Linked DNA regions of Sus scrofa: all the other regions are linked to region 2. The links are chromatin contacts, called in public HiChIP or PLAC-seq maps. All regions are on one chromosome and are shown on one strand. The core of a region is the stretch at or near the end of the contact, and the rest is flanking DNA. Distances in the headings are between cores, read along the strand shown.

Evidence for each region. HiChIP or PLAC-seq counts read pairs in DNA pulled down with a chosen protein or histone mark.
Region 1: a contact with region 2 is called in an H3K27ac HiChIP or PLAC-seq map of alveolar macrophages. The contact joins the promoter of NUP133 here to the promoter of RAB4A in region 2. A contact is called at or near these places in 1 of 5 promoter capture datasets (fetal liver), 4 of 47 Hi-C or Micro-C datasets (adipocytes, embryonic fibroblasts, fibroblasts and 1 more) and 2 of 2 datasets of contacts at active chromatin or transcription factors (alveolar macrophages and skeletal muscle).
Region 3: an H3K27ac HiChIP or PLAC-seq map of alveolar macrophages shows a contact between it and region 2. The contact joins the promoter of ABCB10 here to the promoter of RAB4A in region 2. A contact is called at or near these places in 1 of 5 promoter capture datasets (liver) and 2 of 2 datasets of contacts at active chromatin or transcription factors (alveolar macrophages and skeletal muscle).
Region 4: a contact with region 2 is called in an H3K27ac HiChIP or PLAC-seq map of skeletal muscle, with 5 times the contacts expected there. The contact joins the enhancer-like site here to the promoter of RAB4A in region 2. A contact is called at or near these places in 2 of 5 promoter capture datasets (fetal liver and liver), 23 of 47 Hi-C or Micro-C datasets (adipocytes, adipose tissue, alveolar macrophages and 13 more) and 2 of 2 datasets of contacts at active chromatin or transcription factors (alveolar macrophages and skeletal muscle).

What each region holds. Positions count from the first base shown.
Region 1 is chr14:60,349,773-60,355,684 of Sscrofa11.1, reverse strand. It overlaps NUP133 (nuclear pore complex protein Nup133), which reads right to left and starts at 2,265. Exons shown (of 26, transcript XM_001928164.7): 1 at 1,950-2,265. The coding sequence starts at 2,131. LOC102162612 (a long non-coding RNA gene) reads left to right here and starts at 2,358. Exons shown (of 3, transcript XR_307553.3): 1 at 2,358-2,447; 2 at 4,606-4,668; 3 at 5,872-5,912.
Region 2 is chr14:60,524,416-60,530,386 of Sscrofa11.1, reverse strand. It overlaps RAB4A (ras-related protein Rab-4A), which reads left to right and starts at 1,838. Exons shown (of 8, transcript XM_001925483.7): 1 at 1,838-2,182. The coding sequence starts at 2,152. It overlaps LOC102163174 (a long non-coding RNA gene), which reads right to left and starts at 1,758. Exons shown (of 4, transcript XR_002338974.1): 1 at 1,404-1,758.
Region 3 is chr14:60,308,156-60,314,989 of Sscrofa11.1, reverse strand. It overlaps ABCB10 (ATP-binding cassette sub-family B member 10, mitochondrial), which reads right to left and starts at 5,097. Exons shown (of 13, transcript XM_021072390.1): 1 at 4,582-5,097. The coding sequence starts at 5,059.
Region 4 is chr14:60,370,284-60,376,729 of Sscrofa11.1, reverse strand. It overlaps NUP133 (nuclear pore complex protein Nup133), which reads right to left. Exons shown (of 26, transcript XM_001928164.7): 11 at 5,377-5,534; 12 at 3,439-3,530. Among named protein-coding and RNA genes, the nearest start is that of NUP133, 20 kb to the right of the region's middle. Within about 2 kb of position 2,424, at least 9 of the 83 cell types and tissues checked have an H3K27ac peak or open chromatin away from gene starts, as enhancers often do. A contact at or near this core is called in skeletal muscle, where this site is marked.

The DNA.
Region 1 (5,912 bases), core at 1,016-3,515, 180 kb after region 2:
AGATGCTATTTCCTGGTCAACAACAGATGTGGCAGTAGAAACTATATTTCCTTCTCTCTTTTTTAACATTCACAGAAAAATAGTGTCAATTTATCAGTATAAAACATATTCTACGTCTTATCACAGGATTAAACAAGGAGATGCAGAGAGTAGTTGAGAGCATTGTTTCCTGACAGAGTACTACAACAAAGGTTTTTCTTAAAGGATCACCAAAAGGTAAGATGAAATTTTTTAAAAACAAAGTGTGACTTTTATGCACTGATTTTTCTCAAAAGGAGTAGAAAACAATGACAAGGCCACCACTAAAAGAGCATTTGTAAAATGCAAAAGAGGATTATTAAAAAGGATACAGGGTAGTCTCTAAAAATCATTTCTCCTTTAAAGTACTGCAAACTTCTTGGAGTTCCTGTTGTGGCTCAGTGGAACCGAATCCGGCTGGGAACCATGAGGTTGCGGGTTCGATCCCTGGCCTTGCTGAGTGGGTTAAGGATCCGGCCTTGTCATGAGCTGTGGTATAGGTCGCAGATGAAGCTCGGACCGGCATTGCTGTGGCTCTGGCGTAGGCTGGCGGCTACAGCTCCGATCCGACCCTTAGCCTGGGAAACTCCATATGCTGCCGATGCAGCCCTAGAAAAGACAAAAAGACAAAAAAAAAAAAAAAAAAAGTACTGCAAACTTCTATAGATAAATCTTAACTATAAGTTCAAAACCCAAAATTACCATTTTCTTGGAGTTCCCGTCGTGGCTCAGCAGTTAACGAAATGACTAGCATCCATGAGGATGAGGGTTTGATCCCTGGCCTCACTCAGTGGGTTAAGGATCTGGTGTTGCCGTGAGCTGTGGTGCTGTGGTGTAGGTGGCCAATGCAGACGCAGCTTGGATCCTGCGTTGCTGTGGTTGTGGTGCAGGTTGGTGGCTACAGCTCCTCCAATTCAACCCCTAGCCTGGGAACTTCCATATGCCTCAGGTTCAGCCCTTTAAAAAAAAAAAAAAAAAATTACCACTTTCTTGAAGAGGAAAATTCACTTTTGATAGAGGAATTCAAAGGAAATCACTCAAGAAACATGACAGCATGTTCTAAAATTTCAGATTAATTATGAAAGGGGGGATGCAGAGCATGGTTTCAGGAGTGATGCGGATTGGTGTGCCATGCTTTTATTTGGTAACACAACTACTATTCTTTTTTTTGTCTTTTTTCAGGGCCACACTAGAGGCATATGGAAGTTCCCAGGCTAGGGGTCGAATCTAAGCTGTAGCTGCTGGCATACACCACAGCCATGTCAATGCCAGACCCTAGCGGCGTCTGTGACCTAAACCACAGCTCATAGCAACTCGGGATCCTTAACCCACTGAGCAAGGTCAGGGATGGAATCCACGACCCCATGGTTACTAACCCGGTTCATTATGGCTGAGCCACAAAGGGAACTCCTGACACAACTGCTCTTCTTATTTCACTGTTTATGGAAAGCCTTTTCCCTATTAATATAGCCACAAAGTTAACTTCTGTAGCTAAAATATCTTTAATTACCAATTAGCAAATATTAATGGCACTATGTTAGGCATATACAATGATTTTGCAGGGTTTCAGGTCCCCATTCCCACCATCACTTTACATGTGAATTGTAGCATTTCATACTGCCTCCTTTCGAAAGCTCAGGTCAGGTATCATTTTCTCCATTTCAGATGAAGAGGTCCTAAGTGACCTACACCAGGCAGATCACAGAGTACTAAGTGAGGTACGTAGCCACTAAATCAAATCCAATTGTTCTTTACCTACATACAAAGGTAATTTCAAGAAAAGTGCAAAGCGAAGAAGTGATGAATTCGAGTGAGGCTGAAATAAAAAGCAAGGGTGGCGGAGGCGTCCCCCATGCCGTCCCCGGTTCCAGTGGCTTCTGGAGGTCAGTGAGCCTATCGGTCGCCGAACTAAACCAGGGACGATCACTTACCGCGAGCTCACCGAGCTACGACGGCCGACGGGCGAGAAGAGCACCGGGGAGCTGACCGCAGACCCCAGGGCCAGACCCTTCCTGCTGGTAGCCCGGGGTGTGGAGCCTGGCCCGACTCCCCCCAGAGGTCCCCTACGAGCCCCAGGCCCCGGGGTCCGCGGAGACGAGACGGCCGGGAACATGTTGGAAGAGAGAAGCGACAAGAAACGCGCGTTGCCTCCGCGGGGCTGAAGCTTGAACACCTGCGGGGCGGGGAAGGCACACGGTGATGACGTTAAAACGCAGCGCCAAGCCGCGGGGCGTGTCCGGGATGGCGGGAGAGACCAGGCAGGGCACTCTGTGATGACGTCAAAGCGCAGCGCCAAGCTGCGGGGCGTGGCCGAGGCGGCGGCCTTTGGAGGGCGAGAGGTACCAGATGTGAGTGCCCAGCGGATCGCACGAGTCCGAGTTTCCCGGGAATGAACCTAGGAAGCCTGGTGCCCTTCTCGAGTCCCACAGGTGGGGCTGACCCTCCAGTAGCTGGAACGGAAAGCATCTGCACGCTGGCTTTTCCTGAATCTCTGGGGAAATGAAAAGTGTTCCTTCCCTGGTCCAAGCTGAGAAGGGAGAAAAACTGTGAAGTGTTTACATGTTATTCTCTATGTCATTTTCCCATTCAACTCTTAACAGTCTCATCCACGCTAGTGACGTCACAAGTCCTTGTCTCTAACCAGATCCTGCTCAAAACCCACAGGCTTCTAACAGCTGCCTAATGGATGCTCTCACCCGATGTCCTGCACTCTCCTCACCATCCACTCCTTGAAAGCTGGTTTCATGTTTTCTTTGGGACCCCTATCTTACTCCCAACTCTGCCCCATTTGGTAAAACTGGCCAGTTGCCAAGGCAAAAAAAGAGCTCTGTCCTAGGGTCATTGTTCACACTCACCTACACAGTAACATCCTGGTACAGGGCACTCCTGAGTGTCTCTACTAGAGCCACATCTGCGCTGCCTCTGCTCTGGTTCAGGTGCTCACCTTTTCCCTCTTTTTTAGCCTTTCTTCTCTTCCTCACTCTCTCTCTCTTTTGGTCCTCTTGCCTCTGTGTAGTCTTATAATGCTGTCCTCCCTGCTGCCATCCTAACGAATTAAGGCAAACCAGAGAATGCTCTTGGACTTTTAAATGCTCTGGTGGCCCACTTATACCCATGCGTAATTTGGGCTAAGCTCCCTTGAAAGGTTCTTTGTGATTTAAATCTGGCTGGCTCTTAGGTCCCTAGTCTAATTCCACCAATTCTCACTTGCACTCTACAGTCCAAGAGTGAAAACCCATATCCCTTTCCAGTGCCCTGGCATGGTTTTTTTTTTTTTTGTTTTTGTTTTTGTTTTTTTTTTTTGCCTTCCCTTCCCCATTGCCCACAAGCGGCTGCCTCGTACATCTTCTTACCTCAGTGCTGTCTTCTCAGGGCAGCCTCCCACAGGTCTAAGTATCCCTTTATCCTTTGCCCCCCTGTGCTCCTACATGGAGGCTATTTATAGTATTTTTACCCTGCATAATAGTAGTTTATCTTACATCTCTCACATAGCTCCATTTGAATGTCTTAAGAGCTCTTACCTTTGTGCACACCATAATGAAACCAGTAGAACACATTCTCAGAACTTAGTAAAGTGTAGATTTTTCTGTCTCGCACAGAAAGAATTCAGCTAAGAGTCAAAGTGGCGGGTAAGGGAAGAGTTCAGTTAGTACAAGACGCTTGGGAGAAATACAAGTGGGTGAGCAAGGGAGTGCTGCATCCAGAACTACAGTTTTATAATCAAAAGAGGGAGGAGAAGACCACTTTCTTATTCTTGAGTAGACATCAGGCTTCCATCATCAGCTCCTTCTCCATGTTGGGCAGGGGAGTTTTACTATCCCTACATGGTCAAACTAGGACTGTCATGGTGCACTGGAAATGATCAAAAAGGCAGTAAACAGATATTAAATATGGTAAATCATCTCAGTTTCAGTATAATGTCACCTTTCCCTGTATTTTTGTTTTTAGTGTGCGCAGAAAAGCATGTCCTAGGAATCATTAACTTATTGACTTCACTGGGCAGGACATAGGTCTCGTGCCACCATTGTTTTATTGTTTGGGGCATGTCTTCATGCTTCTCTTGCATGGCTTTCTTGAGTGATCATTAATTTACTGGGGTCTTCTATACTTTTTTTCTACTTCCAACCCCCTAGTGGAATTAACTATTTAATCACCTACTTTGTGCCTTTACTCTGTCCCTATCAATAACAGGGACATAGATTTTCATTAAATATTTGTTGAAATAGGGAATGGCTAAGTAAACACCGGCATAGACATATGTGGGAGACCACAATGTGCGTGTTAGTTGTTGGCATTTCCCCGAAGAAGCCATCCTTTTGGGCACATCGATAGCACCTGGGAGTCATTTCAAAGGTGATAGAGGCCAGCTACTTCGCTCCTTCTTCCTTTAGGTTTATAACCCACTTTGCCCCTCGTTTTTGTGTCTTATAGCTTTTATAGCCCTGGGCATTTCCCCCTCATTTAATTCTCACTGGAGGGATTGGGGTGTGAGAGTAGTCATGTGTGAGAGGGTATCTGTGTTCTTGGGTTTTGTTGGACTGGTTAGTGGTTTGCCCACCGTCCAGTTATAAAAGTTGCTGTTTGCAGGATATGGAACAACTCGCCAGCACCTTGTACTCAGAATAACTGCCCTGGTTCTATTGAAGGAGGGTGAGTAGACAGCACGCCAAGTCCTTCCTTCCTTTATTCTGGAGTCGTTAAGTACCTACATGTGCCAGGCTATGTGCAAGGCTTATACCTGTAAGCAAAGCAGACAGGGGCCCTGCCCTCATGGAGATCACAGGCTAGTAAGAAAGACAGGTACTGAACAAATGAATACAAAGTTAAGTACACAACTACAAGTTGAGATGTGTCTATGAAAGAAAAGAGCAGAGTCTCTGATAGAGAATGACTAGGGCACCTGATTTTGGAGGAACATCCATGAAGTCCTCCAAGAGAAAGTATGTCTGTGCTGAGACTTGCAGTCAACCAGGCAAAGCACAGGAGGAAGAGTGTTTGGAGTAGTGGGTCCTCAGGCAAAAGTCCCAAAGCAGCAAAGAGCTTGGTGCAGACCAGGAACTTTGAACCAACAACCAAACAACTTGTCAAGTGACTAAAACTGGAGGAAATTAGAGAAATGAGGGCCCAGGAAGAACTTGTAGACTCAAACAAGATCCTAGAGAAGAAAGGGAGCATCCTCAAGCTAGGTAAAGAGTTTAATAAGGGATCATTGGGGGAGTTCCTAGCATGGCGCAGAGGAAACGAATCCCACTAGTATCCATGAGGATGCAGGTTCGATCCCTGGCCTCACTCAGTGGGTTAAGGATCTGGTATTGCTGTGGCTGTGGCATAGGCCGGCAGTTACAGCTCCGATTCAGTCCCTAGCCTGGGAACCTCCATATGCTGCAAGCACAGCCCTAAAAAGCAAAAAAAATAAAAATAAAAATAAAAATAATCCTTAAAAAAGACGATTAGGGATTGTATAGAGTCCTGAGGCTCCTAAAAACAGATGAGTCAAGAAAGGATAAGGTCACCAGGACCTGAAAAACGGCCAGCTACCAGAGCCGTGGCTTGAGTCAGGAGATGCAGCCAACTCAAGGCAACACAGAAGGAAAGGGACTGGGGAGGTAAGTAGTGCAACCTCGCCGTTCTGCCTCCTGCCATCTCTGGAGGCCAGAGTGTGAGGGAGAGCGTATTTGTATCATCCATGGAGGTCTAGCTCCTGGGTATACAGTGGAGAAGACAGTTGGCACAGAAGATATTTTGGATACGCGCTTTGAGGCAGCACAAGTGCTTCTTTGTCTCTCCTCAGTGTTTAACCTTTTCCTGGTAGCTACCATTCCCTTATTTATCTTTTTATCTTATTTTATCTAGATATCCAGAAGCAAGGCCAATGCAGTGCAGCGGCTCTCCAA
Region 2 (5,971 bases), core at 589-3,088:
ATTCAAGGAAGTTTGTCTCCTTCAAACCTCAGTTCTTGAGTACTTCCCTTTCTAACTTGTGATATTTGGCTTTATATTTGCAAACTAACACAAAAATGGCTTCTTTGGGTGGTTTTCGCAAAACAAATAGTTTTTCCCAAAGGCCTAAGTATTCGTTTTCTACAGAAAGGAAAACTGCTCTCAGCTTTGAAATCGTTGCTTAATTTTTATTTCTATCACCCTGCTCAGGTTTCGCACATCACATGGTCCAGTTTCAGTCAATAATCTAGTGGTTCCTTTCTTATTATCCACAGAAGTTCCCAACAGGAAGAAAACTTCAATGTAAAGAATGGGATCACCATCTTTCCTCTGACATAGTTCTAATCAGTGTCTGTCTGATACACTCAGGAATGAAAATCAAACCTGACCTGTGGAAAAGCCAAATAAGAAAGCAACAGTGTCCAAGCCACTGAACAAGGGACACATGCAGAATAATTCTAGGGTATTACGGTCCTCCCCATGTTTCAGCAGGTGGCCTTCTCTGCGATTTAGAAGCAAGGATATCTATTTCTATTAGAATCAGTGATGCAGAGCCAGAGAGTCATTGGGGAGGAGGCGAAAGGGCTCAGGGAATGGAAGGCCTGATGCCAATTTAGAGGACAGAGCCAAATGGACTTGAAAAAAATGTATTTCCTGGTACTCCCCCCACAGCCAAGCCACTTGGGAGCTTAGCCAGGGCGTGTTTTTAGGATTCTACTGGGTCTTTTGAATAAGCTTGGGTCTTCTTTTTCTTTGTCTCTTTAGGGCCACACCCATAGCATATGGAAATTCCTAGGCTGGGGTAAATCAGAGCTGTAGCTGCTGGCCTTCCACACCGCAGCAATGCAAGATCCCAGAGGCCTCCGAGACCTACACCACAGCCCAAAGCAACTCCCAATCTTTAACCCACTGAACAAGGCCAGGGATTGAACCCACGTCCTCATGGATACTAGTCGGATTCATTACTGGTCAGCCACAACGGGAACTCCTGAATAGGATTGGGTCTTATGAGATGCCATGTGGCTCTGATCATGCTCCAATGGAGCAAAATCCCAACCAAAGTCCTCTTCCCAGTCAACTTTTTGGTTTATGGCTACTTTTCCCACAGAAAGGGATTCTGAATTCAGCTGTGCTCCTTAAATCAAAATGTTCAACCAGCGACTCCTACCCTTAGACAAACACCCGCCAAGAGGGGCTTCCGGTCCAGGGGCCTCAGTCCCCTGAATGCCGAGCAGTGGGGCCAATATCTAGTCCTCTGGGGCTTCCTCAGAGCCCGCACATCTGAGCTTCTGACGGTCCCGCCGACAGCAGCTCGGCCCCCCAAGAGCGCCTGGCAGGTTCTGAGCGGAGCTCAGCTCCCCCGCGGTAAGCCCGCCTCCCCGCACCTAGGGTTGGCCTCCAGTCGGACTCCTGGGGTTGCGGACTCCTGGGGTTGCGGACTCCTGGTTACACATTCACCACGTCCCCGACAGGTCACTACCGCTTAGAGGAAGTCTCTATCTGGCAGAGCACGCCAGGTAACCACGAAGAAGTCTCTACTGAGGTGGCGGCCAACCTGGCAAGACTGTCTTTCTCCCCAGGGCAGGTAATGGCTTTCTCTGCCCGCTGGGACCCTACAGTCCCAGTCCCAATCACCGGGGCCGGCTGACCGCCTGCCCCGACGCGCCCTTCCCAGCTCCTGCGCGCCCCTGCGACCTGGACTGGGCCGGCCACGCCCCTCCGCGCGTCCGGTCTCTGCGCGCACACGCCCCGCCCCGCCCGCGCCCGTTACCACCCACGCCCGCACCGGCCCCAGCTTCTCTGCGCCCCTAGGCCCGCCCCGGCCTCCCCGCGCGCACGCGCGACCGCGGGCTGGGGGCCGGGCCCCGCGCCCCCTCTCCTCCTCCTCCTCCTCCCCCGCGTCCAGGCCGGCGGGGGAGCTGGGGCCGTGCGCCTGCGCGGAGCCGGCAGTCCGGCAGGGCCGCATCCGCGGGGTGGCCGGCAGTTGCCGTGGGGACCGCGGGCCCCTCCCTCCTCCAGTGCCCTGCCCTTCGCCGTCCCCCACCGAGGCGCGGCGGGCGACCCCGGCCTCCTGGCCCCGGCCCCGCCAGAGCTGCAGCCGGTGACCCGGCGAGAGGCGGTGCCGCTCCCAAGATGTCGCAGACGGCCATGTCCGAGACCTACGGTAAGGGGCGGGGGGCGGCGGGGCGGAGGCCGCGGGGATGCGGATCCGAGTGTCGGGGGCGTGGGTCGGGCGGTGGGTCGCGCATCTACGTGATCTGTTTCTCCGAGTGTCCTTTTGCTTCTCCTCCGCGTTCACGCCGGTAGGGTTTTCCTTTTTTACTCAACATCAACAGCTTAGGGTTTGGGAAGCCAGTTCGAGATTCGGTTTCATATGCGGTATTGTTCCCAGCTAGAGTTGTGAAGGACTTAGGGCGACGCCTTCAATTGAGTGTGTTCCTTCCTCAACTATTGCAGTCTGACCATTCCTGTCTTGGAATTCCTTTCTTTGCAGTGGGATTACAAGAAGGGCTTGTCGATAGGCGACTTCATCCATTTCTTCCTCTTGGGACCTTTCAGGTTGCGTTATGGCTACTTACAAACACCTCTGAAGCAGAGCCCTGTCTGCTTAATCTTTGCTTCCTCGGTAGCACCCAAACCTGGAGGCGCCCAACAGAGGTTTTTTGAGTGAAAGAAAGCCTTTCCAATTCATCGATTATGTTTTGTTTTTGTTTTAATCCTATGTGGTAAAAATAAACAATGTAGTATACCCCTGCTCTGTGTCAGGGCTGCAGAGGTGTTTGCTAGTCTGGGATCTCTCTTTCAGAAGCATGCATTCTCAGGTAAAGACTGATTTGGGTTTTACAGTCCCTGGAGATGCACAAGTTCAGTTACCTCTAGTCAGATCAGTCCTGTTGCCTCCATTTGTCCTGGCCTACTGCTCCTTCCCATCAACAGATAGATGTGGACTGGTTTTATGGCGTGGTGCCTCAGCACTGCAGAACTCACCACAGGCACTTCTCTGGTCTCAGGGAACTCACAGCCCAGTAGGGGGTACAGTGTTAATCTGGTTGTGACACTAAAGATGGGTTAAGAACCCAGGTGGGAGTTCTGAAGGAATGTGGTCTCTAAAGCTATGTGAGAAAGAAACCTGACCTGACCAGCACGGCCAGGACAGCCTTAACCTGTCCCCACAGGCCCAGCCCCCAAGGGCTGCAGAGTCCCTGTAAAAGGAGTGCATCTGGGGCTGGCCTTGTTCTCAGTAACACTGAGAGCAGGAATCTGTTCCTGGAAGGCTTAGGAAGTCCCACTGGGCATCCCTGGTTGTAGGATCAGTATTGTCAGAGTCTGATGCTACCACACTTCACATGCACAAGGTCTGCCTCTCTCTGTAGAGAGCCACAGTCAGATTCCATAAAGGACATCACTTCTCCAGCAAGTGTTGAAATTTTGGTTATGTTTTTTCTTTTTTTGTTTTTTTGTTTTTTTTTTTGGCTGCACCTGAGATATGTGGAAGATCTCAGGCCAGGGATTGAACTGTGCCACAACAGCGGCTTGAGCCACTGTGGTGACGCCAGATCCTTAACATTGCCACAAGGAAGTTGCCACCAGGAAACTCCTAGTTTTTGCTTTATTTTCAAGTGCTCCTTACCCCACACTTTTTTTTCTGTGAGCTGGATAAAAAAGCGTAAGGGAGGGTTAGAAAGTTCAGGAAACCAAATGGAGGAGTTCCCATGTGGGTCAGTGGGTTAAGGATCTGGCATTGTCACTGCAGCTGTCCAAGTCCCTACTGTGGCTCTGGTTTGATCCCTGGTCTGGGACCTTCCTCATGCCACAAGAGGGGAAAAAAAAAAAAACTTGCCAAGTAGGGTGATGAGTTAGTGAGAAGGACTGGAAGTCAGAGCTTTTATGTTTCATTTATCTTCTCTGAAATGACACCCTTGAAAAAATATGGCATCTCTACTTCAGACAGAGTTCATTGAGTGTCGCAAAATAACTGACCAAATTCTGTCCATAAGGCTTTGAACTTTAGTGCTCTTATTTCATAATACCTTCCAAATACATTTACTTTTCACTAACTAAATTTAATCCTTTCCTCCATCAGAGGAAATTAGATGAAGCTAACAGAGAATTAGTTTTGGAAAGCGCAAGTATGGCACTTGAAAGTACCAACCCAAAGTAAAAGTCACCCCAAACCAAGTCCTAAGCTGTCACCTTCACTTATCATTGGTAGATTTGCACAGCATTGTTTCCCCAAAGTAAGTCAGGTTCCCTGCTTCCGGACGTTTGCCTGTAGCTGGGAAAGGAATGTTTGCCTAATCTTTAAACTCCTTTGTACTCTGTGCTCGTTTTCTCTCTTCTGGAAAAGGAGTCTTTGTAGCTCGACAGGGATATGATGAAAAATAAAGAACCAGTGCTTGCTGGTATACTGTTAATGAGCTCTGTCTACCTGCTTTTCAGCACATGAAAGCAGTATTTCAGCTTTGTTGGCTGTAGTGTTCAACATTTTGCTGCTTTGAAAGCACCAACCATGGGCATACTTTACATTATGTAATACTTTATATAATATTGTAATACAAAATCGAAACCTCGAACACATAGATTTCTGATTGAAATCCTCAATCTGAATATGCCTAAACTGAAACAGTGTTTCCCAAATATTGTTAGATTCGCAACATTCTTAAAGTTGGTATGGCTTGGGGCATCCCAGGGAACTCCAGATTGGCTGATCACAAATTGGCCTTAAGTAATTTCTGGTACCAAGATTTGTGAGACAGTTGTGATGTTCAAGAAGGCACTAAAAAGTGTAAGTGGTGTGGAAGATGCTAGAAAAAAAAAAAAATTCAAGGGCCGAGGCAGTTTGAGAGTGAGGAAAAAAAGACCAATCTCCATACACATTGGAGTTTATGAGTTCTACGGTGACAATAGTTTATGAAGCAAGAACACAAATTGTTAGTCTTATACTAGTTTTGACACAGTATACTCTTAATATGTTTATTTTGTGCTTTATTTTTAAGTATTATAGCATTTGCCACATAATTTTGAGAATTATGGACATATCAGGACATATCATGATAGGCTGCTGTGAGTTGACTTGTGTCCCCAAAGGTGTGCTCAGGTCCTAATCCCAGGTAACCTGTGAATGTGACCTTCTTTGGAAATAGGGTCTTTCCAGCTGTAATCAGGGTAAAGCGAGGTCCTGTTGGGCTAGGGTGGGCCCTCATTCATTGACAGGTATCCTTACCTGTCCCTTGAGAGGAACTTGGACATAGAAACAAGCAGGGAGAGTGTGATGTGCAGACAGGCTGAGATTGAAGGGATTTAAGTACAAGCCAGGATGCCTGGCAGCCACCAGACGCTAGGAAGCGGCAAGGAGGCATCCTTCCCTGAGGTCTTTAGAGAGAGCCTGGCCCCACTAACACTTTGACTTTGGACTTATAGCCGAGAACTACAAGACATCTGGTTTGTGATATTTCATTACAGTAGCTTCAGGAAACTAATACATAGGCTTTGGAAGTCAAAATAGGATTCCAGGAGAGATGTAAGTCATGGTGGAGTGAGGAGTGAGGCGGAGTGAGCGGGATATTCTAGGCAAAGGAAATAACATCTTCAGAGTCACCTGGCTCCAATGAAGTATAAAAAGCTTGCTTGTTAGGGAAATCACCTAAGTTGCCGTTCCTTTATTTCTTTAGATGGGGCAGGTCAAAAATGTCATCAAAGGAAGCAGAGCATAAAAATTAGAATAAAGGGTATTTTCTAAAATGAGTTTTTATCGTTTTAAATGTTTTTGTCCTTTGCCCATCATTGAAAATTGGTGAAGAAGGACCCAATCCTGGGGGCCACTTTAGCAGTGGTTCCCAGCTGCCTGTGCCCGAGTCCTCTGGTGTGTTCAGATTCTGGTTCTTCATATTCAGTTTGCACCCTCCCAGCCCCCAGGTGCCCACCATGTCAGCGCACCGTGCTGTACAGTAAG
Region 3 (6,834 bases), core at 3,848-6,347, 220 kb after region 2:
ACCTGATGACTTCCAGATTTGGGGAACATGTAAAGAAGGTCAGTTCTAAAGTTGAGACTGATGGGGCCAGTACCATAGCTCTGCCATCTAGCTGTCTGACCTTGAGTGAGGCACTCAAACTTTCTGTGCCTCAGTTTCTTCATCTGTAAAACAGCAATGAAAAGAAACCCCCCTCATGAAAGTGCTGTGAGGAAAAATTAAATACATACATGTAAAGCATCTGGCCCAGTGCCCAGTATCTAGTAAACAATAAGTATCTGCTATTATCTGTATTACTGCTGTCATCACAAGGAGTCATGGATGACTTGTGTCTCTTGAGTTCACAGAGCAGCTCCACTCTGAGGGACATGATAGAGGAGAAAGGCAGCTACAGGGAGAAAGGCACCAGTTTTTAGACATGCTGGGTTTTCAGGGGTCTACAGGGAACACAGGAGTGAGAATGTGGGCAGATTGGAGGCTGAGGGTAAGGAGCCTGGTATCTAAGCTGGACAGGGCAGGAGGTGACGAGGGCTGACAGACCAACAGGAAGCAGAGTTAAGGAAACTTCTAAGGCTTGTACAGTAATCTGTAGAATAAAGATTGGGCAAAGCCAGAGTGGCCAAGTGCATTGCAGAGTTTGCATCTGTGCGGTAGTACCAACTCAGAGCTCCTGTCCAGCAGACACAGGACAGGAGCCACCCATGTCACTTAAAATCTCCTAGTTGCCACATTAAAAAGAGTAAAAAGAAACAGTGAAATTAATCCTGGTAACATTTTATTTAACCCAATATATCCAAAACATTAATCAATATGCAATGAACATTAAAAAAAAAAAACTAATGAAAATTCACTTTTTTCCTACTGAGGTCCCTTCAATATTTGGTGCCTATTTTACTCTTGAATCACTCCAACTAGCACATCTCACAGCACAGCTACAAAATGTTAACGTTTTCTCTAAAATATGATATTTCTGTAGCAAACACACATCTCTGGCTTGTTGGAGCACTCTCAATTTTCAAAGTCTCATTGTCCCATCAGTACTGTCCCTGTCAGAACTCCTGTCCCTACTTGGGCTTCAGAAAACAGCCATTCTAAACAAGACTCACCCTCTCCTTGCATACCGCACCCACTGGCTTTATCACTCTATTCATTTTGGTCTATCTTCATAAAATACAACCACAAACTCAGCAAAAGCTCCTGGCAGGCATCAGGTTCCTAGAATCATCCTAATCTCAAACCACACCAGCCCTTATCCGTGTTTAAGTGAGAGTCCCCAACTGAACACAGGGGTGGAGGGCTGAATGCACACCTTCCACATTTGACCAGGGACCTGCCCGGGAAGTGAGCAAGGCAAGGACCGCCATCATTCTAATCTCACAGCACCACAACTCGGCTACTCCTAACTCCCAACTTCATGCTCGAGATCCCTGCCTCTAATTCACTGGGACGGTCAGAGCTCTCAGCAGCTGCTTCTATCTGCCCGGAGCAGCAAGATGGCTCCAACCCATCACCTCTTATCCCATCAGTCCACGGGGGCTCCTCAATGAGCTCCTCCATTCTTTAAGACTCCTGTGACCAAGGTGATAAGATGGAGAATTATCAGTGAAAAAAGACTGGAGAGCTACTCCATAGGCCACAGCTGTTGGAAGATATCTGCAAACTCCTACACAAAGTGAGACACAGGGAGGAGCAGCAAAGGGGAGGTTCGAGGACTATGGCTCCTTTAGAAGAGAAATGGAAATAACTATTCCCAGCAGATATCTATAAGCATTTCAAATGGGAGAGCTTGTTCTTAAAGTTTCTGATACAAATCACTTAAGATCAAAGGTTTACGGTCACAAAGTTCAGGTGGCATACTCAGCAAATTGCTGAGCACAGGTGAAAATACTGTTATTCAAATGTATAGCTCAATTCTTGAAAAAGGATTTTTGTATTCATTTTTCTAAAAATCAACAAATTAACATTACAATTCCTTCAACCCAACTATTTTGGTCTCTTGATTTAAAAATACACACATACACTCTTTATTTCTAGCATTTCAAAAAGATGTGCCAATATCTGAGGCTGCTCTGACAATAAGTTACAAGTTAACAATGACTCCCCCTTTCTTATCTTACCAAAGCCAACATCTGCAGTGGCTGCAATTTATTATCTATAATGACTTTTGATAAAACCATATGTCCTAATAAGGAGTTTTTGTCAGATTTCCTTATAACATACCATATGTATTCATCCGTTTTTTTTTTTTGTTTTGTTTTTTGTGTTTTGCTTTTTAGGGCCACAGGTGTGGCATATGGAAGTTCCCAGGCTAAGGATCAAATCAGAGCTGCAGCTGCCAGCCTATGCCACAGCCACAGCAACGCTGGATCCTTAACCCACTGAGAGCGACCAGGGATCAAACACACATCCTTACGGTTACTAGTCGGGTTTGTTCTCTCTGAGCCACAATAGGAACTCCACATTTATCTGTTTAAAAGGTGGAAGAAATTGGTATACCAACCCTACACTTTTTTCCTCAAATTATATATTCACAACTATTCAATGCAGCAGATCTAAATAGTTCCCCTTCTTAAGTAAAAGGAGGTACAGCTCCTGCCTTGTTCCAGGCTGTCTTCTCAGCATATTAGCCTGGCAGGGCATGCTGGAATGGGACAGGAACGAGCAGGAGCATACAGGGATGATGACCATGGGAGAGGCACAGTTGTGCTACTCGACATAGCAGAGCACCAGCAAAGTCTGAACCTAAAAAACCTCCGGGAGTTCCCTGGTGGCTCAGTGGGTTAAGGATCCAGCATTGTCACTGCTGTGGCTTGGATCCCTGCTGTAACACAGGTTTGATCCCTGCCACATTTTTTACACATGCCAAAAAAAAAAAACAAAAAACAAACAAACAAAAAAAACCCACCAAAAAAAAAAAAAACGGAAACAAAAAGAAACTTCTTGACATCTAAAATTTCAGAAGTGAAACAAAACTGGATTTCCTTACACTTTCTGTGGTATATGGAAGATCCCAGGCTAGGGGTCAAATCAGAGCTGTAATGCTATGCTACAGCTACAGCAACACTGGATCCAAGCCACATCTGTGACCCTACACACAGGGATTGAACCCACATCCTCACAGAGACAATGTTGGGTCCTTAACCTGCTTAGCCACAATGGGAACTCCTTGTTACACTTTTAATTATGTACAAGAAGGATGGACACTCCCCAAAGTACTCAGGGTTTCTAAGTTTAGGTCTCAATCTGGGCCTTATCGTACCATCATTTATTCCTTCTTTTAAGGTACCCTGAGCCCTGCTGTGTCCCACATGTGCGAAAAACTAGACATAGAAAGATGAATCAGACACAGTCCCTTTCTCAAGCAGCTCACAGTCCAGTGAAAACACCTAGTCTCAAATATTTCTTTTAAAAGAAGAAAAAAAATGCTATTCCCATCAAAATATGCACACAACTGAGTGATGAGATAATTCTCTTTATATGTCAATGATACCAAGAATCCTCCTAAACTTTAATAATAGTAAAAGGTAAAATGTTCCCATTCTAACTGCCCTCCTCCATGGCACCAACCTGCCCTCAATCGTGAATCACTCTCTAGGACTATCCTTTCTAAAGCAATGAATTTTTAGCAAAGAATGTGGGATTCTTCCCTGTTCCAAGTGTTGCATCTGAAAAACGCACAGGCTCTCTTTCCAAGCCCTCATTACAGCTACAGTTTATCTCTAGTCATAAGATCTTTTCATTAATGAGTCTCCCCCACTAAGCTGCAGGCCCCACCAGGATGTTTCTATGTAACCCAAGGGCTCAGCACACAAGGAGGCTCAATAAATATTAAAGAAATGAAGATGTGGAGAAATCTCAAAGCCTTTTAGCTCTTACAAGGCCCTTGCATTTAAACATTTCTCCATTTATAGCTAAAAATGAGAAGCTATAGAAAAATCTTTTTATCTGGATTTTCTTTCTAAAAATATTCATTTTGAAAGGATTATGACCTAGTTTCTCAAAGCTCCTGGAGTTTACAGATCACTGATCATGGCCAGTGCTGACTCTTCTGAAAAGTAGGCAAAATTATGAGACAAATCTGAAAGACTCAGATTGTTCTGCCTCACACAGTAAAAACATTGTTGACTACTTAACAAACTTACCTAAAGTAAATAACATCTTGGTTTGTTTCTTAAGTGCAAGTTCATATGACAAAACAGGTTTATCTGGTGCTAGGATTAATTTTACAAAGCGGGTGGGGGGGGGGGGAAGACCCAGGTCATTCTGTGAATGCTGGCAAAGTGAAAGCGGAACAGACCCAAACACTAGAATATTGAGATACGATCCCCTTGTATAACCCGTGTCAAGCTAAGAAAACAAACACCCGACAGTTCTGTGAACTGATGGCCAGCTGGCCGGAATGGCTTGACAACGCTACTGCGAGGCACGCTCTGCCCCACACGTCCCAGTAGAAATGCCCAGGTGAAAGGCCACCTCGTCCCTCTGCACCGTTTCGAGTGGCCCAGGGTCCCTCCGCCGCAGTGTTCCCCCTCTCCCGTGGCCCCAACACCTCGCCCCCGCGAGGCCGCGGGGTGACGGAGGCGGGAGGCGGGGCGGCCCTACCTGCCAGCCTCCGGCGCTCTGGGTGCGCCAGCCTCAGGAGCTTCTGGGCCTCCGAGCGTCCGGCAGCAGCGGGCTGCAGCGGCGGGTCGTGTCTGGGGGTTGCCGCGGCCGCGCGCAAGTCCGGCCGCCGCTTGGCCTCGCCCACGGCTGGGCCGCTCGGGAACCCGGCGCGCAGAAGTCTTGAGGCGCTGGGCCCGGCGGACGCCCCCCAGTTGGAGGGGCCCGGGGGCCGCGCCCACAGCGCCAGGAGCCGCGAGAGGCCCGCTCCGCCCGCAGGGCCGCCGGCACCCCCGCCCGGGCAGCCGCCAGCCCAGCCGTGTGGACCTCGCGCGGTCCCGCCACCTGCCAGGAGCCCCGGCCCCACGCCCCAAGGTGGCGCTGACCCCAGGCGCGTCGGCGGCAGCCGGGCCCAGGGGACGCGGGAGGCCGGGCCCCGCCTCACGAGCAGCCGCAGCGGCCAGGCAGGGGGGCCGCGCATGGCGCCGCGTCTGACCCGCGCGCCTCAGACCGCCGCCTAGCCAGCGGCCGCGGCCGCCGCTCGCCGCCCGGGACGGGCGCGCCCGCCCCATCCCCGCCCCCAAGGAGGCGAGCCGAGCCCGGACCACCCCCGGGAGTCCCCGCCCGCCTCCGGCGCCCGTCCGCAGCGCCCCCAATCGGGCGGCCGAGCACGGTCACGCCTCCGGAGCGACTGCGGACCAGGCCGAGGACAGCGCCGTGCGCCGCTGCGCCTGCGCCCCACTGCGCGGGGAAGCCTTTTCGCGCTCTTCATCCTCTCCGGAAGAAGCTGAGGCTCCTTTCTCACGCCGACTCGCTCCGCGGAGCGCGCGCACGCTGTCGCGCGAGGTTGGCACCCTGACGCGGCTGTCAGTGAGGGCCAGGACGGGGCGGTGTCCCCGGGTTCTGTGCTGGGCGTCACCCGACCGGACGCCCCCGCAGGTCGGCGCGGACTTGGAGGGCGTTGTGCAGGACAGAAATGCTGAAGTGGACGTGGCCGAAGCGCGCCGACTGCTCCCAGCAAGAAGACTCGTCAGAACTCCGTGCACGTGCACGGAAGGCGGGAGGAGAGGGTCTGAAGCCCACGGGGACATGGAGACTTAGCGGTGGGGCCTCTGTACGCTGAGGCCTAGGTCTAATCTTAGAATCGTGCTTGAATGAGGTGGATAGCTTTATGGTGACTTAGTGTTTTTACAGGCTGAGACTCGAATGAGGCTGCTACTGAGAGACAATTGCCTCAGTTGCAATATTTATTGATTGGGGGGGCGAGTCACTGATCAGACATTTTAGTTCAAATTTTTTAAAAAAAATCAAAGTTAGGAGTTCCCATCGTGGCTCAGCGGAAGTGAATCTGACTAGCATCCATGAGGATGCAGGTTGGATCCCTGGCCTCGCTTAGTGGGTTAAGGATTCTGCATTGCTGTGAGCTGTAGTGTAGGTCGCAGGTGCTGCTTGGATCTAAAGTTGCTGTGGATGTGGTGTAGGCCAGCAGCTACATCTCCAGTTCAACCCCTAGTTTGGGAACCTCCATATACTGTGGGTGTGGCCCTAAAAAAGATCCCCCAAAATTAAAATTAATGCCAAAAACCCATGATGAACAATATAGCAAAAGTTTCAAAGGCAGGATCTGCCCCTGCACTTACTTGCAGGATCCTGCCTCTCTCTTCTCACCCTGATCGAGCCCTGAAAACCTATTTAAAAAATCAAGCATTTAGCAAAGTTGTTTGCCAGTTTGGTTTTTAATTTTTTTCTTCTTTTTACAGTCACTCCTGTGGCATATGGAAGTTCTCCAGCCAGGGGTGGAATCAGAGCTGTAGCTGTGACCTACACCACATCTTGCTGTAGTGCCTGATTTTTAGCTGTGTGAACCAGAGCAGGGATTGAGCCCACATTCTCACAGAGACAACATCGGGCCTTAACCCCCTGAGCCACAATGGGAACTCTGGTTTTTTAAAGTTTTTTCCATTAAAATATCACTTATCTTGATTACTGGGACTGTTTTGAGTTTCTGTAAATTTTGCCCCCAGGACAGTGCCTCACCTCACCTGACTTAGGCCCTGGTAGGTAAAGAATGTAGGGCTTTTGAGGGGAAGTACCAATAAAGGAAAGATGGTGTGGGATTAAATCACACCCTAAATCCCCCTGTGGAAAGGAAGCATACCATCCTCTAAGCCTCACCTTCTAAGACCCGAAGGGCGGCATGGAATTCCCCGAGGTTAACATAGGTCAGCCTTTCACTGGTGTCTGCATTCTGAAATG
Region 4 (6,446 bases), core at 1,175-3,674, 150 kb after region 2:
AGGGGACACGTCCTGGAGGAAGAAGTGCAGGGAGGCTGGGATGACCACAGGAGGGGTGCGTGGTGGCAAAGAGAACATGTCATGCTTCTGAGCAAACACACCTGCAACTCAGGAGAATGGAAGCCCCAGGAAAGGAGACTACCCAGGAGGGGTGGGACGACAGGCCCAGGGCAGACCTCCTAGAAACAACACCAACTAGAAGACTCATAAACCATGGGACAGCGTGTGAGCTTAGTCATAAGGACAGTGGAAAGAAACTGACTGAGAAGGCAGCGTCATGATCTATTCTATCTTTAAAAGACCATTTCAAATATGCTCTGGGGCTAGAGGAAGAGACAAGAGAAAGAAAATTCCAGCTAGGAAGTGACTGCAGAGATCCAGGCAAGGAAGAACAGGAGTCTCCACCAGCACAGCCATGGCAGGAAGGGGACCAGGAGACAGGTGTGAGAAAGAGACACGGGAGGGAAGTCTTGGCAAGAAGAAGCCAGCACAAGAAAGATCAAGGATATAGAAAAGGACAGGAACATTCAGAACTAAGACAAAAAGAGGGAGGGCAAGAGGGAAAGGAGCTGGGAGGCAGGGAAGTTTGTAGGTGGAAAGCACAAGGATGGCTTCCATTATCTCTGGAACAAGCTGAGTCATCTGCTCAGGCTGGGAAAGGAGCAGAAAGAGGGGAAGGGGAAGGAGGTGAGAAAGGGCTGAAAAGGTTTCTTGGAAGAACAGGAGACAGTGCTACCACAGGGACACAAAAACACTGCTTTTAACACAGTTAAAGGCAAGGCTGAAGCTAAACACCTAAATATGGTATAGGTTACAGGCCAAGTGGACAAAGCAAGATCAATCAATCAGGAACTATTTTAACCAAAAGACTAAGTTTCTTAAAACTCTCATGAACAAAAGGTTTTATATTTATATTACGTACAGAAAAATCAAAATATACAAAAATTAATTTCAAAGAGACCATCCCATAAAGAAAGTCACATCACCTTAGCAGAAAACTAGACAGATAAGTTTAGTGTTCCACCTACCAATTTGGACCCCTTGAAAAGAATTCTGGTTGTCACAGGCTAGGGAGAATGACACTAATGGCATCAAGTGGGAAGAGGCCAGGTTTGCTGCTAAACACTACAAGTCTGGTGACAGCCCCATGACAAAAATTACCTGGCCCCATAGGTCAACAGTGACAAGGTGGAGAAATGCTGCTTTAGAGGTACTATAATTCCATTTGTGCAGAGTCTAAAAGTCATTAAGACCATTGGCTGACACCACCCGGAAACGATTACTTGTTAACCTTGAAGTACTTCAACCCTGCTAAACAGGTTAAGCAGAAGGCTCAGTTGTGTTAGAGGCCCAATGACACTGTTCCAAAGGTGACTGTGCTCTTGGCACTTAAGCTCAGGGATCTCCTTTCATACTTAGTCATCTTTCCCAGTGAAACATTTAGAAGTGACAAATCCATGCCACACAGAATCTCAGAATGTGACCTTATTTGGAAAGAAGGTATTTGAAGATATGGTCAATTATGATGAGGTCTTATTGGATTAGGGTGGGCCTTAAATCCAGTGACTGATGTCACTCTCTGAAGGACATGTGAAGACAGACATACAGGGAAGAATGCCAGGTGACAATGGAGACAACTGAGGGACACTTACACACGCCAAGGGGAGCCGACTACCCGGAACCGCTAGGAAACAGGACAGGGACAGCCAAGCTCCTTCCCGAGAGCCTTCAGAAGGGCAGGGCCCTGCTGGCTCGTTCACTCTGGAGGTCTGGGCTCCAGGACTGCTAGGGAACAAACCTCTACTGTTTTAAGCCACCTGGCTGGTGGCAATTTGTTACAGCAGCCACAGGAAACTAATACAATGACTCCATTACCATTTCACTTTTGAGATGCCACAGGCCTGACATAATTGTTAAAGGATAAACTTATACTAGATAAAATCATAGTATCAATTCAAATCTTGGCAGTCACACTGAACACCGTGCAACAGAGTGAGATTAAAAACAGAAACAAAAAAAACTTATCTAATGGTGCCCTCTTCTGGCAAGAAAATAAGCTGAGTAGATCATTTTGACAGCCGACAACTTGTCTCACTGTTACCCTTCCTCTGAGAGTGAACCTCTGTTTATCAGCTCTACCATGAGGGGAATTACAGGATCATGAGTTAAGAATGGGGGAGATGACTGCAGTCAAGTCACTTCTTCAGAATAAAGATCTGCTAAACTAGAATCCCAGAAATGCTTAGCAATCTGCCCAAAGTCTCACATGGCTAATCAGGGGAGAACAAGGGCTGGATCAAAATTCTTCTAGTGTTCAAATATAAATATACCTTTAAGGATGGTACTAGATGCATAATAATACACAGAGTGTATGTGCAGGGCACATTGAAATGGCCTTATTGGGTCAGCGAGTGTGTCAGACTGAGTAGTGGCTTCCCCACCCCTGTGCGCACCTGCACCGTGAGTGTTTCCCCCCATGGGGCTCACCTTGGCCAGCAGGATTTTAAAAATGTACCCAAGCAGAGATTCGAGAACACCAGTGTGTGTCCTCTTGTACTTATTCTGGACCCTGAGGTGTGTGAACAAGGCCAGGCAAGTCTGCTAGATGAAGCAGATGGAGCTGACCAGCTGAGGTCCCCGAAATGCAAGCAAGTGTGGCCAGACAGCAAGCAGCTGACACAGACCATGAGCAAGGCCAGACGGCACTTGGAAAAACGCCACCCGAGCCCAGCCACAACCAACCAGATCGTGGGCCCAGGAGCTGTATTACATAAGCCCTAAGTTCTATGGTGATATCTACACAAAAAACTCAACTAGCCGAGTCCAGTCCCCATTCAACACCAATGGAAACCCTCTGTATGCAACTTGAGTGCCTTTATGTTATACATAAAAAATGCCCCCAAGCTTCACAACCACCGTTTCTTTCTTCTTTCTTCTTTTTACTTTTTAGGGCTGCACCTGTGGCATATGGAGGTTCCCAAGCTAGGGGTCCAATCGGAGCCATAGCTGCCAGCCTATGCCACAGTCACAGCCACACCAGATCGAGCCAGGGACCTACACCACAGCTCACGGCAATGCCAGATCCTTAGCCCACGAAGGGGAGTTGATTGAACCCACAACCTCATGGTTCCTAGTCAGATTCGTTTCCACTGTGCCACAAAGGAAACTCCACGACCTCCATTTCTAACGGGACACTGTTTCCATTGAGTTGAAAGCATATGTTTCATCATGGGTTTTTCCTAGCCTGGCTGGAATCCTCCTGTGGCTAACTAAGCTCAAAACAATGGTTTGTTCAACTGCTAAAGCTCAGAAAAACATTTCTCCTTGATGGCCTCATTCCCTTAAACTCGCTTCCACTAGTCAACAAATAAGCAGCAAATGTCAGTAAAATGTGTCCTTGGACATCAGATAAACCATAACTAAAAAAACTTGTCATACCTGCAGTATTGCAGAAAAGCAGCTTTTAGCAATTTGGTTTTATCTTCGTGGGCAATAGTTTCATTCTTCGTAGAGGTCTCAAAAACCACACTCTGCAAAACAGTAAACTATAATTTAGATATGAAGGTATAAGAATACTCCTAATTATTAGATTAAAAACTGGACCCACCTATAAAAGCAACAACATAGACAAGCTGTTTACCGTAGTCTCTATACCAATGGTTAATATACTCAAGACACTTATTGAAACAAGATAAAACACAGCAAATGATCAACTAAAAATCTATAGAAAATACATATATAATTCAGGGATTACATTGTGAGTAAAGTGATTTGGGGATTTCACCAAAGCAGTACCTTTTTATAGGTTTACTCCTTTTTCTCTGTCCGAGCCCATAGCATGTGGAAGTTCCCTGGCCAGGGATTGAACCCAAGTCATAGCAACGCCTGACAACCACTGCATGACACCACAAGATCCTTAACTGCTATGCCACCAGGGAACTTTATTTTTATTTATTTATTTATTGTGGCCTAGGTTTACTCTTATACAACTCAGCATAGAGTATATTTCTAAGCATTATGGTTGATTTCAGGCTTAAAGAAAAACTTAGAGAAACTTAAAAGAAATGGAACACTGTAAGACAGCTTCAGAACATCTAACAGTACCAAAACCACAATAACAAAAGAATAAAAGTTTTAAAAAAACATTACTTTCTGTTGAAACTGTAACAAATTAAGTTTTAATTACACAAATTACCTATATATTTCATGTACTATATATTTGGAAACTACCCCAAACAATATTAATTTTGCAGCTCCTATAAAAGAAGATAAAAACCTTATGAATCAGGGTATTTCAGGTTTCAAGATGAGAGGGAAAAAAAAATTGATGGTCCTTACCCCACTCCCCACCCCCTAAAAAAACTCATAGAATAACAAGAAGAAAAAGAAACACTGCCACCCAAACTATGGTTCCAACTACAACAAAGGAAGTGGAAACCAGAAGTGGGGTAGGTGACAGGGCAGGGAGCACGCAGACCTGTGTGGTGTAGGGACAGGTTCTGAGGAGAACCGGAGGACAAGGAAAGGGAAGTTCTGGGAGAACAGCAGGGGTGGGGCTTCAAAGAGACCTGCCTGTGGGCAAAGCTGTACTGAAAGGCACTTACAGGGCCTCCAGAGGGCTTGGGAAGATTGAGCCAGATATTAAAGAGAAGTAAGCAAATACAAAATTAGGCAATTATACACACCAAGGATCACACAAAATTGATTCTACACTAAACGAAAGGTAATCAGAGCAATACTGTTCTCTGGATTATACATAATATTCACATTGTTAATTATAATGGAAAAATAAACTATACTGGGATAATAAAGCAGAGAGAGGTATAAGTTACCCCAAGTCCTCAGCTTTCATAATAGAAGAGCAACAGATGACTAAAACTGGTGAATAAGAGACAGCAATGTATACAGAGTACCTAGAAATATGGAGGAAAATACCAAAAGAAAGAGCTAAAGGCCTTAAAAGTAGCTGCTTCTGGAGTTCCCGTTGTGGCTCAGCAGAAACAAACTGACCAGTATCCATCGGGAGGAAGGTTCAATTCCTGGCCTTGCTCAATGGGTTAAGCATCCAGCATTGCATGAGCTGTGGTAGAGATCACAGATGCAGCTTGTATCTAGCAATACTGTGGCTGTGACATAGACTGGCAGCTGCAGCTCCGATTTGACCCCTATCCTGAGAATTTCCACATGTGGCAAGTCCAGCCCTAAAAAGCAAGAAAAGAAAAAAAAAAAAAAGTAGTTGCTCCTGCAAAAGAGGCCAAAGGAGATGAGGGGGATACAAGAATGAGTGGATTCATCTCAGCTCTTTAAAACGCCAGTTCTAAGCATTTGTGAGAAACACCCTGACAAAAATGTCTGCCTCTCATGGAACTGGGTTACCTCATTGCCTGGCCCAGCAATGGAAGATGCCAGTGACTCTTCAAGGTCTTCTGCTAATATGGACACATTTTCCCTTGAAGTAATAGACACCAATCCACTGTTTCTAGAAAAAAGGATAGGAACACCACCACAGGAACCAGCTCCTAAAATACTGTCTCCTATGAGAAAAAAAAAGATACACAATCAAGTCTACATAACAAAAACTACTTTCCCCTGGGCGGGAAATCCTGACAGCCCTTACTGCATTACTCCTACTCTGAACTCAGCTCTGTAAGCCTGTATCCAAAATCAAGAGCTCATCACCATTTGGAGTAGGAGGCTGTGACCTTCAACTTGAGGACAATAAAACTAGCCTTGCAGGAGCAGTGAGTACAGTGAACTGGAAGAGAGAACTGCTCCCTCTGCAAAACTCTGAATAACAGCTTTTCAATGGGACAGATCTTCTCGCCCAATTCTATCTTCACATTCTGAGTAAGCAACAGGGAAGGAATGTCTAAGCTTGCTCGGTCCCTGACAGCATCCCACTGCCGATGTAGCTCTTGTGCTGGGACTAGAGAACTACAGCATCTGGGTTCCATCCTGCTGCCTCACCTGGACTGTGCCTTTTGCTCAACCTCTTCAGGTAAGGATCCTGTTGAGACTACGGGCTTGGCTTTCCTCACTTCTGGCTGGGCCTGGCCCCCATTCCAGCCCCATCCCCACCCCAAGTGAGATCAGCACCTGGACTCTTCTTACCCAGGGCTCTGGATACACTTATTCAAAGAACATCAATTCAGGATATGTCACTAGTACTAACGAGGAACAAGCAGTTACTTCTCTTAACATCAGTTCTTTCCTCTGGCCTCTTCAGGGAAAAACATTACTATTTTTTGCCCATAAATATAACAGTTTGGGAATTCTACCATCTTTCTGGTTTTTCAGTTGAGCTGCAACATTCGCGACTGCAGACGTGGTACTGAATGTGGCAGTAACACTTAGGGGTATCATGCCTGAAGGAACACTTAGGGAAAGAGAACAAAGACTGCTTGGAATGCCTAATGAGTTCACTAATCCTGGTTCCTCAAACTGCT